Regions from separate parts of the Mus musculus genome. Here regions 1 and 2 are each linked to region 3. Evidence: chromatin contacts called from public Hi-C and Micro-C data. All regions are on one chromosome and are shown on one strand. The core of a region is the stretch at or near the end of the contact, and the rest is flanking DNA. Distances in the headings are between cores, read along the strand shown.

Region 1 (4,263 bases), core at 1,042-3,541, 400 kb after region 3:
TAGTTAGAGTTTTACTGCTGTGAAGAGACACACCATGACCAAAACAACTCTTACAAGGACAATATTTAATTGGGGCTTACAGGTTCAGAGGTACAGTCCACTATCATCAAGACTAAAGTATGGAATATACACAGGCACGATTCAGGAGGAATTGAGAGTTCTATATCTTCATCTGAAGGCTGCTAGGAGAAGACTGGCTTCCAGGCAGCTAGGATGAGGGTCTTAAAGTACACATCTCTAACAAGACAATACCTCCTAATAGCACCACTCCCTGGGCCAAGCATATTGAAACCACAGTTTCAAACCTTACTCATGCTTGATTTACACACTTTCCATGTGCATTTGATGCATCTCTTTTGAAAGATGTTGGATAATAATTGGTGATGATAACTTTGATAGATGTGTTGGTCATATACAGATACAAAGCAAGCCTTGGAGGATGGATACATGAAAGCAACTCAGAACCCAGAAGAAGGAGCTCAGAGAAGCCTGATTTAGCAGACCTCTTCTGGGAGGAAACTGAGGTGTAGCCTAGAATGAAATTGGGCTTAGGCATACAAAGGGCAATGAAAGGTTGAGCATTGTGTTCTAGAAGGAGACTGCCAGTGGATATTAAGAAAATAAAGTCAGGAGGAAATCAAAGGCAGCTTCTCAGCTTTGCCTAAGGCTAGGCTTGTTTCTAAGTTTAGCAAAGGTGAGAGCTGATTAGTGTTATTAACATTACAGCAGAGGGATAAACAGCTGTACTTACCCACTCTTTACAGGTCGTCTCTCTATTCATCCATACAGAAGACGCAAGGAGAAAATTCACTTCCAGAAATAGGAAAAGGAGGGGTTATGTATTCTTATGCACACCTAGATAAAAATGTTGAGAATACTTATACACAAGGTCAGGGAATTTTATTTAATATAAAATGACTGCTTTGTGACTTTGGTGGAAAAATAATGGAGCCACTTAATTTATGCCTTATCAAAATGGGAAATTATAAGTTAAAGACATTGGACACCAGGATTTGAGATAACTTTCAACTAGCTTCAATGCTCTTCTTGTGAGTCTGTTCTTTATAATCTTCTTTTTAAATTCATTTTCTTCCATCTTAACTGTCAAAATAGAAAGGATGTCCTGCCTAGTAATTAGTCTAAGTGTGGAGAGAGCTGTAAAAGGTATCCAGAAACCACAGAACCTCCGGATTAATGCTGCTTGGTTTCAAATGTAAACAATGGGCAGCGATATGCATTCTAAATGACAGAAACAGCCAGACAGTCAGTCAATAGCTTTCTTTGACACTTATTGTGTGCAGAGCGCCATGCCTGGCTGCTGTCTGAGAAATAAAAGAAACACAAGACAGCCTTATCTTCCAGCTCAGAGGGCCACAAATCTCAATATATCAGGACTCTTCGGGAAGTCTGATCCAGGAGGACAGGAAAGAGCCATTTTGCCAGACTCCATGACAACTGTTAGAGACTGAAATTGTATCTGTTACCAACAAGTGCAATACCATGCTGCCCTAAATTTCAAGAGAACAATTAATTTTAGAAGACTGAAGTCCTAGTTTTTCCCTACAAAAGTCATGGTTTTGTCTGTTCACTGGTATATCTCTATCAAGAAAAAAACCATAGTCCATGAAAAACAGTCCCTCAGTGGTTTAAAACTCCTGGGTCAAATCAGCATGAGCTCTTCTTTATGGGACCACATGACTACAAAAACAGGGGGCCTTTGAGCCCCATACTGGTAGACTCTTCCCTACTAACAGCAGCAATTATATTAGTCACAAACTTTGACCATCCTAGGCAAAGACTGCTCAGATGAGTTACCTATTTAAAGATGAAAAAAATTACCCAGTTTAATAATTTCATGCAGACTTAAAACTCACTAGTAATTTCAGCACCAACTAAAGATGTGGCTGAGTTGGTACAGAAATATTTTGAGGCTGACATGAGAATCGATATCATACTAATCAGGGCAGGCTGTGGAGTAGATACACAGAACAAGCATGACTCACAGGGTAGAATTATAAACAACTTCATTTTTATTTCACACTGTCTCTTCAAATTTATTCTCTTGGGTTAGTACTGCCATTGCCTCCAGTTGAACAATTGCACAGCCCCATTATTTTTTCTGGGCACTCTTAGGTAATAAAAAAGCCGGAGAGTTACTTTAAATCACAAAACATTTTATTTCGGTAATAAATCAAAAGTCCCAACCTGAATTAAAACTGAAGCTTCTCCCTTCCCACAGCAGAGGCCTGGAGTAGGAGGAAGCCCACATGGTGCGTTGTGTTTCTGTGTTCTAGCAACATCTTAGATAAGGAAACCTGGAGGAGATCCCATGCAGTTCTTAAGAGATGGTGTTTGAGCAATATTCTTGTGAGTTTCACTACTGGTCCTCACTGAATCTGCTAAATATCAGGTGAGGTCTTTTGTGGGTTATTCTGAACTTAACTATACACAAACTCCGTTGTGTATATGAATACAGAGATCTCTCATCGCCAGGCACTTGGCAACCTCTCCAGGTTACTCTGTTGTTTGAAGGTCACTCTTTGTGCTATCTTCTTAGACATAAGGTCATCAAAGCTCAGTACTCTCTGAGTGTGAGACTCACATCTGTGCCCCACCCCACTCTCAAACAAATCCCATCACTTTACTACATTGATTTACGCATTCTCTAAAGACTTGTTGAGCTTCCATTAGGTCCCAAGCTCTTTAAAAACGCACATCTGCTGAAATATACATGAGCCTTCCGGCTTAAAGTGAATCTTTCCCAAGGGTTATGTGCATTTTAAAGTGACTATTTTTAAGCCATATGAATAAACCACATCATCCTAATTACAGAGATGATAATATTCAAAACCAAGTCTCAAAAGTTTGTGTGGAAGGTATCCTGGGGTCATGGTGTATTTTGAAGAGTGAGACCATAGGGCTCTGAACCTCCTTTGTACAAGAAATCATGTGATTTATTTATATTGTGTGGTTATTTGCAAAAACAAGGGGTATCTATTGGATTAAAAAGAATTAAGTAGTTAAACCCATCCAAGCTATTCCTTGAGTGGTTTTATATAATCAATACTTATATTTCTGTTTTTGTGTTGATCAACAGCAATAGACTATCATAACTAATTTAAAAACAACATAGTATCATATATTTGTGCTAGAGAATACCCTAAACAGTATCAAAGTTTCTGTGCACATCCCTCTCCTGTTCTTGTGTGTGGGAAGTTACTTCCATCTTCAGATGACTTCTGCTAGATAAGACAGCTCTGTGCACATCTACGGAAACCTCAGTAATGTTATCTCTTAGACCAGCCATTAGACCAGCCATTTAGACCAGTTATCTTGCAGGCACAGCGTCCACGGTAAAAGGCTAAATTTTCATATGGCGTGTTATTTTAGTGAGAGAAATGCAATCTGGTCAATCTTGAAAAGTGTGATTCAGGAAAGAAAAAAAAAAAGACAAGAGGCTAATCAAGGCCCTGCCCCTCATCATTTTCCAGGAATCCTTATGCAAAGGTACTTGACATTTTAAAGAGTCTCACAGTATTCCATCTGAACGCTTGGAAAGAGCATCAGCTGACTCAGAGCTTGCAGCTAGGGTGTTTGAGCAAGAGTCAGGAAGCCAATGTACCCAGAGTATACCAAGGAAGTCTGGAAAAAAGGAGAAGGAAGTAAGGAAGAGGGAAGGGGGTAAAGGGAGGAAAGGAAAGTAAGAAGTTAGTGGAGGACAGTGGTTCCTATGCATCCCTGAGTGTTAATCTGGATCACTTGGGGATTGCTGAGCAGATGTCAGTAATACAGCAACAACAATAAAATGGAATCAGCATTTTGGGAATCATAGCCCAACAACAATCAAATACTTCTTTTTTCATTCTTATTCCGCCCCCCCTCTGAGTATGTGTGTGTGTATACATGTGTTATAGCATATATGCATGTGCACATAAAAATCATAAAACCATTTTTCATCACTTGAGTCTTGGGGATTGAATTCATATCATCAAGCAGTGCAACAAGCACCTTTATACACTGAACCATCTTGCCAGCCCAGTATCAGTATTACTTTGAACCTCAAAACATCTTAGCTAATGTAAGAAGTAGTAAGAATACCTTTACTACTTAATACAAGACTTGAGGTCTGACTTAAAAATAGGAAGCCACTAAAATAGTCTAACTAGTAGGCTGGCCTAACTTGGGTTTTCAGCCAGTCTTCCTGACCACTACTATGTTGAGAATGGGTTCTAAGAAGTCAGAGTCAAGAGCCAGATTCAGAAT
Region 2 (4,121 bases), core at 1,460-3,959, 350 kb before region 3:
TAAAAGTGCTCATTGGGACTGTGAAAAAGAAGCAGAGAATTCTGCCCCCACATCCACCCTCCTAATTCTCAACTCTCCCTTACAGAAGACGAACAGAAACAGGAGCAGAGTGGTAGAGGTAAATTTGATTCTAGGAAGAAGGTTCATTAGCATAGTTGAGCTGTTTAGAATCTTGACATGACCTGCACTCTAATCCATTAACCAACAGGTTTTCATTAAATGCTTGCTTCCTCACACTTCCAATGCCTACATGTCAGAGAGCACTGGTTCCACTCATGACTTTCTGTTTCAGAACTAATCTATACTGGCAACACACTGCAGCCCCTTCTTTTTTTTTTTTTTTTTTTTTTTTCCTGTAAGCCTGGTCTGATACAAAGTGCCCCTTATTCACATGTACCTTACATCCTGAAATAGGATGGGCAACAAAGAAAATAATTTAAAGCCTTTGTTTAATCATGCAAGAGCAGCCATCCAAATTCTCAATGGAGTTGAAGGTAATCAAGGGAATAAAAAAAGGAGTTGAGAAATCCTGGTTTGTGACGAACGTGGAAAAAAAATGCACCTTTCTTAAACCTTCAAAACCTGCCTTGGGCAATGGACATTCTCCAGATCCATCTATCTCTGAAGTCAAAGGGAGAGGGTTTCAATATTACCAATCTAATTCTGCAGCAGAGGAAGACTGCAGATCAAGAAAGAATAGATTAGGAGTGCAGTCGCAAAAGTCAATGAGGAAAAGGAAAGAATGTGTATGACAAAGGAAGCGAGACCCTTGGAGGAGAGAAGCCCAAAAGTGAAGACCAGTAGTGTGAGCTTACTTTTCAAAATTCTCAGACCAGCAGGTTTCTTTAACACTAGAGGGCATGAACAACAACAACAACATAAGCAGTGTGTGCGTGTGTGTGCGTGTGTGTGTGTGTGCGTGCGTGAGAGAGAGAGAGAGAGAGAGAGAGAGAGAGAGAGAGGCTGATTAATTTTGAGCAACAAATTTTGCCAAAAGCTGGGGACCCCCCCCCCAAGGCCACAAAAAATGCCATAGGGGTGGTCAAGTACCCTTAATCCTGCAAATAAACCTGTAAGCTACTCTGGTGAGAGAGGCTGGTGTATCTCCAGGGGACACTGCTCTCCTAAAGGCTGAGTGTGAAATGGTTGAGGCAGAGCTCCTTTCTCATTAGCAATGCATTTACCTCATGCAAGCATCCACCTTTTGACATTTGCCTGGCCTTAATCCCTAAGATTCTATTTGCCCATCCATGGAATAGTCTCCCCTAGCTATCTGGAAAGCTGCAAATGAAGACTCTCCACCTGGAAATTCAGCTAACCACAGTCCAAGGCACAGGGCAGGTGAGGGGCTCTCACTCTCTCACACTGCTTTTGCTGGTCAGTCCAGAAGCCTCCGCGGACTGGGTTCCCATGGCGCCGTGCCCTTGGACCTTGGGTGGGAAGGCTGGAGCGACACCCTCCGTTCCAGCCCCTGAACCTCTCATTCAGCTCCAAGGCAGCCCAGATGCAGGAAAGCTGCTTCGCTCCCGCCTGCCCAAAGGCGCAAAATAAGGAGGTCTGTGCATCTGGGAGTTCCCAGAACAAGAGCATCTATGGATTAGCAAACTGGGAGCAGGGGAAGAGACAGGCAACGAGGGGCTTAAACACAGAAAGAGAGAAACACTGCACGAGAGACAAACGAAAGAAACAGTACATCAGCGATTCTATGACAGCTCAAGAAAGACCGGAGCAAATAGAATGAAAGAGAAACAGACGCAAGGATGGTGCATATGCACTGGAACCAAAAGCCTGAAAGAAAATCAGACCTACAAACTGAGTCAGTGACAGAGGCATACAAGAGGAGAATGTGACTCTGGGCGGCTGGGGCACTAACAGAAAGAGCAAGCTGTCGAGGAAAATATCCAAGAACCAGAGCATGCCCGGTGTCAAGAGTAGTAGCACCCGCAGCATCAGCATCGCACACAGGGGTGCCCGCTGCTGATACAGAAAGTTGCCTAGGAAGGGACGCTAAGGCACTTAAGGCACCGGAGAGCGCCCCCAGGGCGTGGATAGGGACCTGCGCATCCCAGCTCAGAGGGTAGCGGGAAAAGCCTAGAGGAGGGCGGGCGGGCGGGCGGGCGGCTGCAGAAAGTTCTGCGCCTCTCCATCCTTCCGCCGCGCCTGCAGCCTCGGGCTGCCGAGCTCCCGGGTCCCCAGAGACAGACTCTCCAGATCCACCGGCACCCGTGCCCCTACCCTGCTGGGCTTCTGCGCCCTGCCACTCACCGGCGGGACTTTGCGGCGCCCAGCCGGACTCTCCTGCGGTCCGAAAGGGGTCCGTCCCAAACCGTCACCAAGAAGAGAAGAGAGAGAAGAAAGACTGAGACCTGCTACGGTGGCTGTCGATCCCGCGGAGAGAGCTCGGCGGTCCGCGCACGGGATGCTGCCTGGATCCAGCCCGACCAGTGGCCGGCTGCGCCGAGAGCCGCGCTCACCTGGAGCCGCCGCCGCGCGCAGCCCCGGCTCCCGCCCGCGCCTCTCTTCACACTTCTCGGCGAGCAGAGCGAGGCGGCCCGGGCCTCGGCCAGCCCCGGAGATGCTCCCTCATAGCGCGGCAAGCGGCCGCGAGGCTCCGAGAGCGCTGCCAGGAGGCGCCCAGGCCAAGGAGGCGCAGGAGACACGGAGCGGGGCTCCTAGCACATTGTCACCTCGGCAGAGCCGCCACCGCCTGGTCACTTGGCCCCCGCCCCCTCTGCCGGGCCCTCCCCCTCCCGCAGCCCCAGCCCGGAGGCCTGTCACTGGGCTAGGATCATTTACGTAACCAGCACCCCGGTCCTCCTCCCGCCCGGCTCCCGCTCCTCCCCGGGCTGGGGCGCTGCGCACCCGAGCGCGCTCCAGCTGCTCCCGGAGCCGCGGCTCCTGCGAGGCGCACAAGTCCCGCGATACTTGGCAGGCACGGCCCCCAAAAGCAACTGTGGGGTCGCCTCCTAGCCCGGAGAGTGTGTGGACATCGCCGCCAGCCCTGACCCCCACCCCCACTGCCCCGGCACAAAGCCCAGTTGCGATACCCAGTGCTCGCCCCTGCGCTAGCGAGTATCGGAGAAGAGAACCAAGGACCTGGGGACTGCCCTCGGGGAAAGTTCCAGAAACCGCACCCTGCCGGTCAGTTCTTTGGTAGAGAGATGCAGCCAGTGACTTGGGGCTTAGGCTCTGAAGCAGAAGAGATAGACAGACTTTGGTGTCTTCTCCTTTAAGGTTTAGATTCCCTAACAAGATCCTGGGACTCAATGCCTCCCGCCCCCCCCCCCCCGAGACCTGTAATTGAACCCTATCTCAGAGAGAGCGCTCTGGTGTAATCTTCGGGGTGGGGGTAAGGAAAAAAAGGGGGGCTTTGAATCTCTCCTTCAAAGGTGTACATAGCCAAATTAATGTGTAAGTATAAGGTAACAGAAGATCTGCCGTTCTAAACACGGTTACAATATATGTAGCATTTTAGAAGAGTGTCTCGCACAAGGCACAGCTCCAATATTCAGGCAGTGGGATCTGGAAGACTCCGTGGGAATATACCCCTCCCTCACTGCGGCGTGGGGTAATTCAGGAAACCTGGGGGTGCTGAGGTCAAGAATCTGCTTAGTTGCTCATTCGCCCATTTGGTCCTTGATTTTGTTCATTTTTTTACATCTTATTTGTAAAAAGACAAGTTCTTCTTACAGTACTCTTATGAGGCGTGACTTATTTGGCGCAATAGGGGACAATATGACAGCTACTTCAAAAATATTAAGAGCTATATTGTGCAAACATATGAAACTATTAATTATAATGTAATGTGTCAATGATGTTCTTGATTATACTCGGGAGTAGCAATTTCTAGAGATTTAGCTTTGCATCTTTTTATGAATTAATTATCGATCTAAATTAGTATAATCACATTAAATGTTCCTTCCACACTGTCATATCCTGCTACTATAAATATAGAGCATCAACTTGCAATTCCAGCTGTTAGAGAAGCTGGGGTAATAGTATGACTTGAACCCAGCTGTCGATGACCAAGGCAATATAGCGATACCTGTATCAAAATAAAAATTAGCAATAATTATGAACCATTTAACCGGGGTTAACATTTAATATATGTGATAGGATAC
Region 3 (4,478 bases), core at 1,131-3,630:
CAAAGCTGAAGTAGTAATAGATATATACAAATGAGTTATTCTAGGTATCAAAACCTTTCCATTAAGGTGAATTATTGCTGCACAATGATGGCACACACCTTTAATCCCAGCAGTAGAAAGGCAGAGGTAGGTGGAACTCCGTGAGTTCGAGGCTGGCCTGGTCTATAGATAGAGTTCCAGGACACGCAGAGCTACATGAGAAACTTTGCCTTGGGGGGAAAAAAGTGAAGCACCAGTCCATCTCGCAGCCAAATCATCATTTATTTCCCTGGAAATCAAGTTCTGTTATATGGGCATTTCCTAAACATTGCTATGCTACAGCCCCTAATACTTTCCACCAAACAGGTAAAGGGATGGGCTTTACTCTGCGGGGAAACTCTACACCGAAAATAGGAAAAAGAAACAAAAACATGACTCTAGGGATTGTTGTTTTTCTTCTTCTTTGGGGGGGAGGGGGCTGTTTTGTTTTGTTTGATAGAAAGAAAGAAAATTTCTAGTTAGCCCAGACTTCTTTAGTGCTAATAGGAAGTGACAGAGCAAGCTTTGTGCTAACTGGATTTGTAGTTCATTTCTATTTAACTACTCAATTTTACTGAACAAAATCCTAGGGCTGGGGAATCAAAGGAACAACACCATGGACCTGGGCTGTCTTATGAGGAGAGGCTTTGCCTTCTATGTCCGGGGTTTGTGTCAGTTACAGCTGAAAGAAAGAAAAGAAAATCTGTGCTCCCCAACTTCTTCTGATGATATTTTCTCAAATATGAGGTCTGGCTTTATGATCCATTAATAATAGATTTGACATATATATGAATTATATATAGAATTTATATATAGTATATGATTTTATATGTTGTATACAATATACTATACATATAAATGTATACATATATACATATACATATATACATATGTATATATATGTAAACTAGAGCAACTAAGCCACGGAAAGTATGGCTAAGTCCTGGGAGCCTGGTTCTTTGCTGTTCACACCTCTCTATTCTCAGTAATAAAAGAATCTAGACAGCTAGAAGAAACTGAAACTTCAAAAAAAAAAAAAAACTTGCCTAAAAGGCTCTCCTTTGTGCTTGAGGGATGGCAGCACGTTACAAGGATGCCAATAATGCCAGTACATTCAGAGGATCTGAATGTGGAATGAGTGATTCTTACAGAGGGAATTTAACAAGCAAGCATGGTGTAATTAGAAGGCTCTGTGCATGCCTATCATCACCAAAGTCAGGATTCTAAGGCTTTGATTGACCGATTCAAGGGACAGGAGAAAAGGGAAGGAGAAGAGAGGATCCTGTATCTTCTGGAGTCTAAAACAAAGTAGAAGTGGCCTGTGTGTAAGGCTCCTCTGGTAGCACTTATACCCAACAGCCACTATGGACTGAGTGTCTGCAGCTCCCCGAAATGCCTGCAGATTGCCTTGTGGTGAGGAAGGCAGGGTGGGTGGGAGCAACAGCTTCTGGAGGGAGGCGCCCAGCTGCTGGCCGACATTCTAGCTGATGGATGTAGATGAGCAATTCCCTTAAACCACTGATTTTCTGCCAAGGACAGAAAACACTGGAAGCTCATCCAAAAACTCCTCCGCAATTAAAGTGGCAATGAAGTGGTTGGTCACTCTGCCCACCTCCCTTAACAGAGAGGTGACCCTGTTCTTGGTAACCACCTCCACACACAAACCACAAAGAGAGCAAGCACCTCCTTAGACCTGCGCCTTGCCTGGGCCTCACAGCTCACTACAAACCCCGCTTTACTACACACGTAAGAGCTTTCCAAGTAGGGTGCGGACGTAGCTCTTTTATGATTTCTAAGGTTTTCCTCCATTCTCCCTTCCTTAAAACAACAATAACATCAGCAACACCCCCTACTTAAAAAAAAAAAAAAACGGGGGTGGGGGTGGGGAGAGAAGAAATTCCCAGTCTTCCCACCTGCCTTGTCTTCCAATACTCCACCAGAAAGCTTACAAGAACAGGCAGCAGCCAAACACAGGCAGCAGGCCAGTACCTTGACCAGCGCCATCTGGTACCTGTCCACCTTACATCTGCTCAGAGGTGATAGGGTGGCTTCGAAGGACACACTTAAGAGAGGGTGTGATCCGGGTCCTCTGCAACTTTCAGCCTTTCTCTCCAAGTTCTTTACTTGCTCTTCAGATCAGGAGTGCATAGTGAACCCTGCCTAGCCCTTGGAAATGCAGAAGGCACAAAGCCTGCTGCTAGGTTAGCTCCTATCTTAGCCGCCCCTCTAAGCCGAGCGGGCGCAGCAAGGCTCTATCACCAGCAGGGGCCGCTGTTCGCTTGGAGCAGGAGCCGGGCCACCGCCAAGGCCCGCGCCTCCCACGGCCCCTCCGGCCCAACCCGCCAAGTTCCAAGAGCTCCCAGTCGTGCGAGCGCCGGGAACGAGCACTGCCTGGGCAGAACACAGCGCACAGGAGCCAGCTTGCGGCGCGCCCTGAAGAGGTTCTTGAGACACTTACGGACCTGGGACTTTGAAAGGGAGACTGAGGAGCCCTGCGCGCACAAGTGATCAAGCCAGCGCTCCGCCGGGCACCTGTTCGTCCCGCGCTACAGCCACTCTGGTCCCCACCCCTCCGATCCTCGCCTTCCCGGCTCCCGCTTGCTCTCGTGATGAATTCAGTGCTGGGCAACCAGACCGACGTGGCTGGCCTGTTCCTGGTCAACAGTAGCGAGGCGCTGGAGCGCGCGGTGCGCTGCTGCACCCAGGCGTCGGTGGTGACCGACGATGGCTTCGCCGAGGGAGGCCCCGACGAGCGCAGCCTGTACATCATGCGTGTGGTGCAGATCGCAGTCATGTGTGTGCTCTCGCTCACTGTGGTTTTTGGCATCTTCTTCCTTGGCTGCAACCTGCTCATCAAGTCCGAAGGCATGATCAACTTCCTAGTGAAGGACCGGAGGCCGTCTAAAGAGGTGGAGGCAGTGGTCGTGGGACCCTACTGAGTGGCCCTCGGGTCCCCCTCGGCGGGTGCCTCCCTTCTGGCACCTCCAGTACTCCGCCAGCCGCGATGCACCCCTCACCATCACGGACCGAGCAACGCAAACCTGTCGGAGTCAGTTTTTTTCTCTTGACTTCTGCCTTTGGGGAAAAAGTGACCGATTTCTGATAGCTCTTCGAAAGGCCCCAAGCAAGACTGTACAGGAGGAGCGCCCAGACTTCGGGATACAGCAGCAGGTGGCAAAAGCAGGGCGCAGAACTTTGGGAGTGGCTGCTGGCGTGGGATACTGGGAGATGAACCAGGCGGCGAAGGCCCCTTTCCACCTGCAGGTGGGCTCAGCACTGGGGACAGCTTGAGAGGCCGAGCAAGGCGGGGTGTGGATGGGTGTGTATTCAGAGGCCCAGTGACCGGAAAAAGTGACTGTTTATTCGCCACGCTGCAGACCTAATTGGGAAGGAACATAGATGCGTGTGGGTTTTGCGACCTACTAAGAGAGTGAAACTTTGATCGATAGTAACCTGTGGTTTTAGGGGATTTGTGTTAGTTTGCTTGAATACAAATATTTGATAAGTCTTTTGTGTCCTAGTGGCCTGTTTGCCTGCCTGCGGGTTAGAGTTTTTTGTCATTCTGGGAGAACGGGTGGGGGGAGGGGAGTCTGAGACTGTGAATGGGGTAAGTGCTTTCTTTTAGTGCATTTCCAGCTGGGTCTTTATGGGAGGCTAGCGCTCCAGCTACGCCCGGGACAAAGATCCAGAGTAGAATTCTTAGCTCCTGTCTGCACGGTTTACGCCACAAAAGTGCTCTTGATATCCGTGACACCGTTTGACTCTTTTTCTTATTTAACATTTCCTTAATAAATGCAACATTTAAGTGTTTTGTTTCTGGCTTCCTGGTAGTCATTCTGTTCTCCTGGAGGAGGGGAAGGTCGGCTGCGCAGCTTCTGGGTCCCAGCCAGAAGGTTTCGCCTGGCCATAGCTGCGATTCTACTTCATAGATCCTTAGATCCATGGAGGGGAGGAGGGGCTGGACAGAGAGCCCAGGGATTTGTGACACACACGAAGCCCCAGGCATAAAAGCCATCTCGAAAACAGCGGCCTTTGTTTTCTCGCATATTTATGATTTAAAATTTCATTTCGTTTCGAATGTCAGGTAGGTTCTCGCGGGAAATTACACTTCCGTGCCAGGCTCCTCGGGGAACTCTAGGTTACCCCGCTAATGAAAGGAGGAGACAGCCAAGCCAGTCTTTAGGGAGAGCATCTTTTCCCCTACCCACGTCAGCAGGAAGGCAAGGGGATGTTGCCCCAGAAAAAGAAAAGTACAGATTCCCAGGAAAAGTAGTGGTCAAAGTTCTCAATACCAGCCAGGGTAAGCATTGTCTCCAAGTCAGAAGGGCTTAGTTGTTTTTGACGTATTATGGTTTCTAGAGAAAGGAAGATAAGCGAGCGTGAAGCAATGAGAAATGTTTGAGGTGATGAATTAATCATGGGTACATGTATTAAAGCATTATATTGTGTCCTGTTAACAT

What was found. Hi-C and Micro-C count contacts between places; a contact is called where the count stands out from the background.
Region 1: a contact with region 3 is called in a Hi-C map of uterus, with 4 times the contacts expected there. The contact joins the enhancer-like site here to the promoter of Rprm in region 3. A contact is called at or near these places in 15 of 39 promoter capture datasets (the C10 cell line, HPC-7-derived erythroid cells, cranial neural crest and 10 more), 2 of 15 datasets of contacts at CTCF or cohesin (large pre-B cells and pro-B cells), 10 of 484 Hi-C or Micro-C datasets (liver, nephron progenitors, neural progenitor cells and 2 more), 10 of 115 datasets of contacts at active chromatin or transcription factors (bone marrow-derived macrophages, craniofacial prominence, differentiating embryonic stem cells and 7 more) and 1 of 9 other capture datasets (macrophages).
Region 2: a contact with region 3 is called in a Micro-C map of embryonic stem cells, with 6 times the contacts expected there. The contact joins the promoter of Galnt13 here to the promoter of Rprm in region 3. A contact is called at or near these places in 3 of 39 promoter capture datasets (cranial neural crest, maxillary cranial neural crest and second pharyngeal arch cranial neural crest) and 4 of 484 Hi-C or Micro-C datasets (all in embryonic stem cells).

The regions. Positions count from the first base shown.
Region 1 is chr2:53,679,844-53,684,106 of GRCm38.p6, reverse strand. No RefSeq gene overlaps it. Among named protein-coding and RNA genes, the nearest start is that of Gm38481, 15 kb to the left of the region's middle. Within about 2 kb of position 2,291, at least 10 of the 459 cell types and tissues checked have an H3K27ac peak or open chromatin away from gene starts, as enhancers often do. A contact at or near this core is called in uterus, where this site is marked.
Region 2 is chr2:54,434,975-54,439,095 of GRCm38.p6, reverse strand. Galnt13 (polypeptide N-acetylgalactosaminyltransferase 13) reads right to left here and starts at 2,709. Exons shown (of 13, transcript NM_173030.2): 1 at 2,367-2,709.
Region 3 is chr2:54,083,454-54,087,931 of GRCm38.p6, reverse strand. Rprm (reprimo, TP53 dependent G2 arrest mediator candidate) reads left to right here and starts at 2,380. Exons shown (of 1, transcript NM_023396.5): 1 at 2,380-3,839. The coding sequence starts at 2,628. The coding sequence ends at 2,957.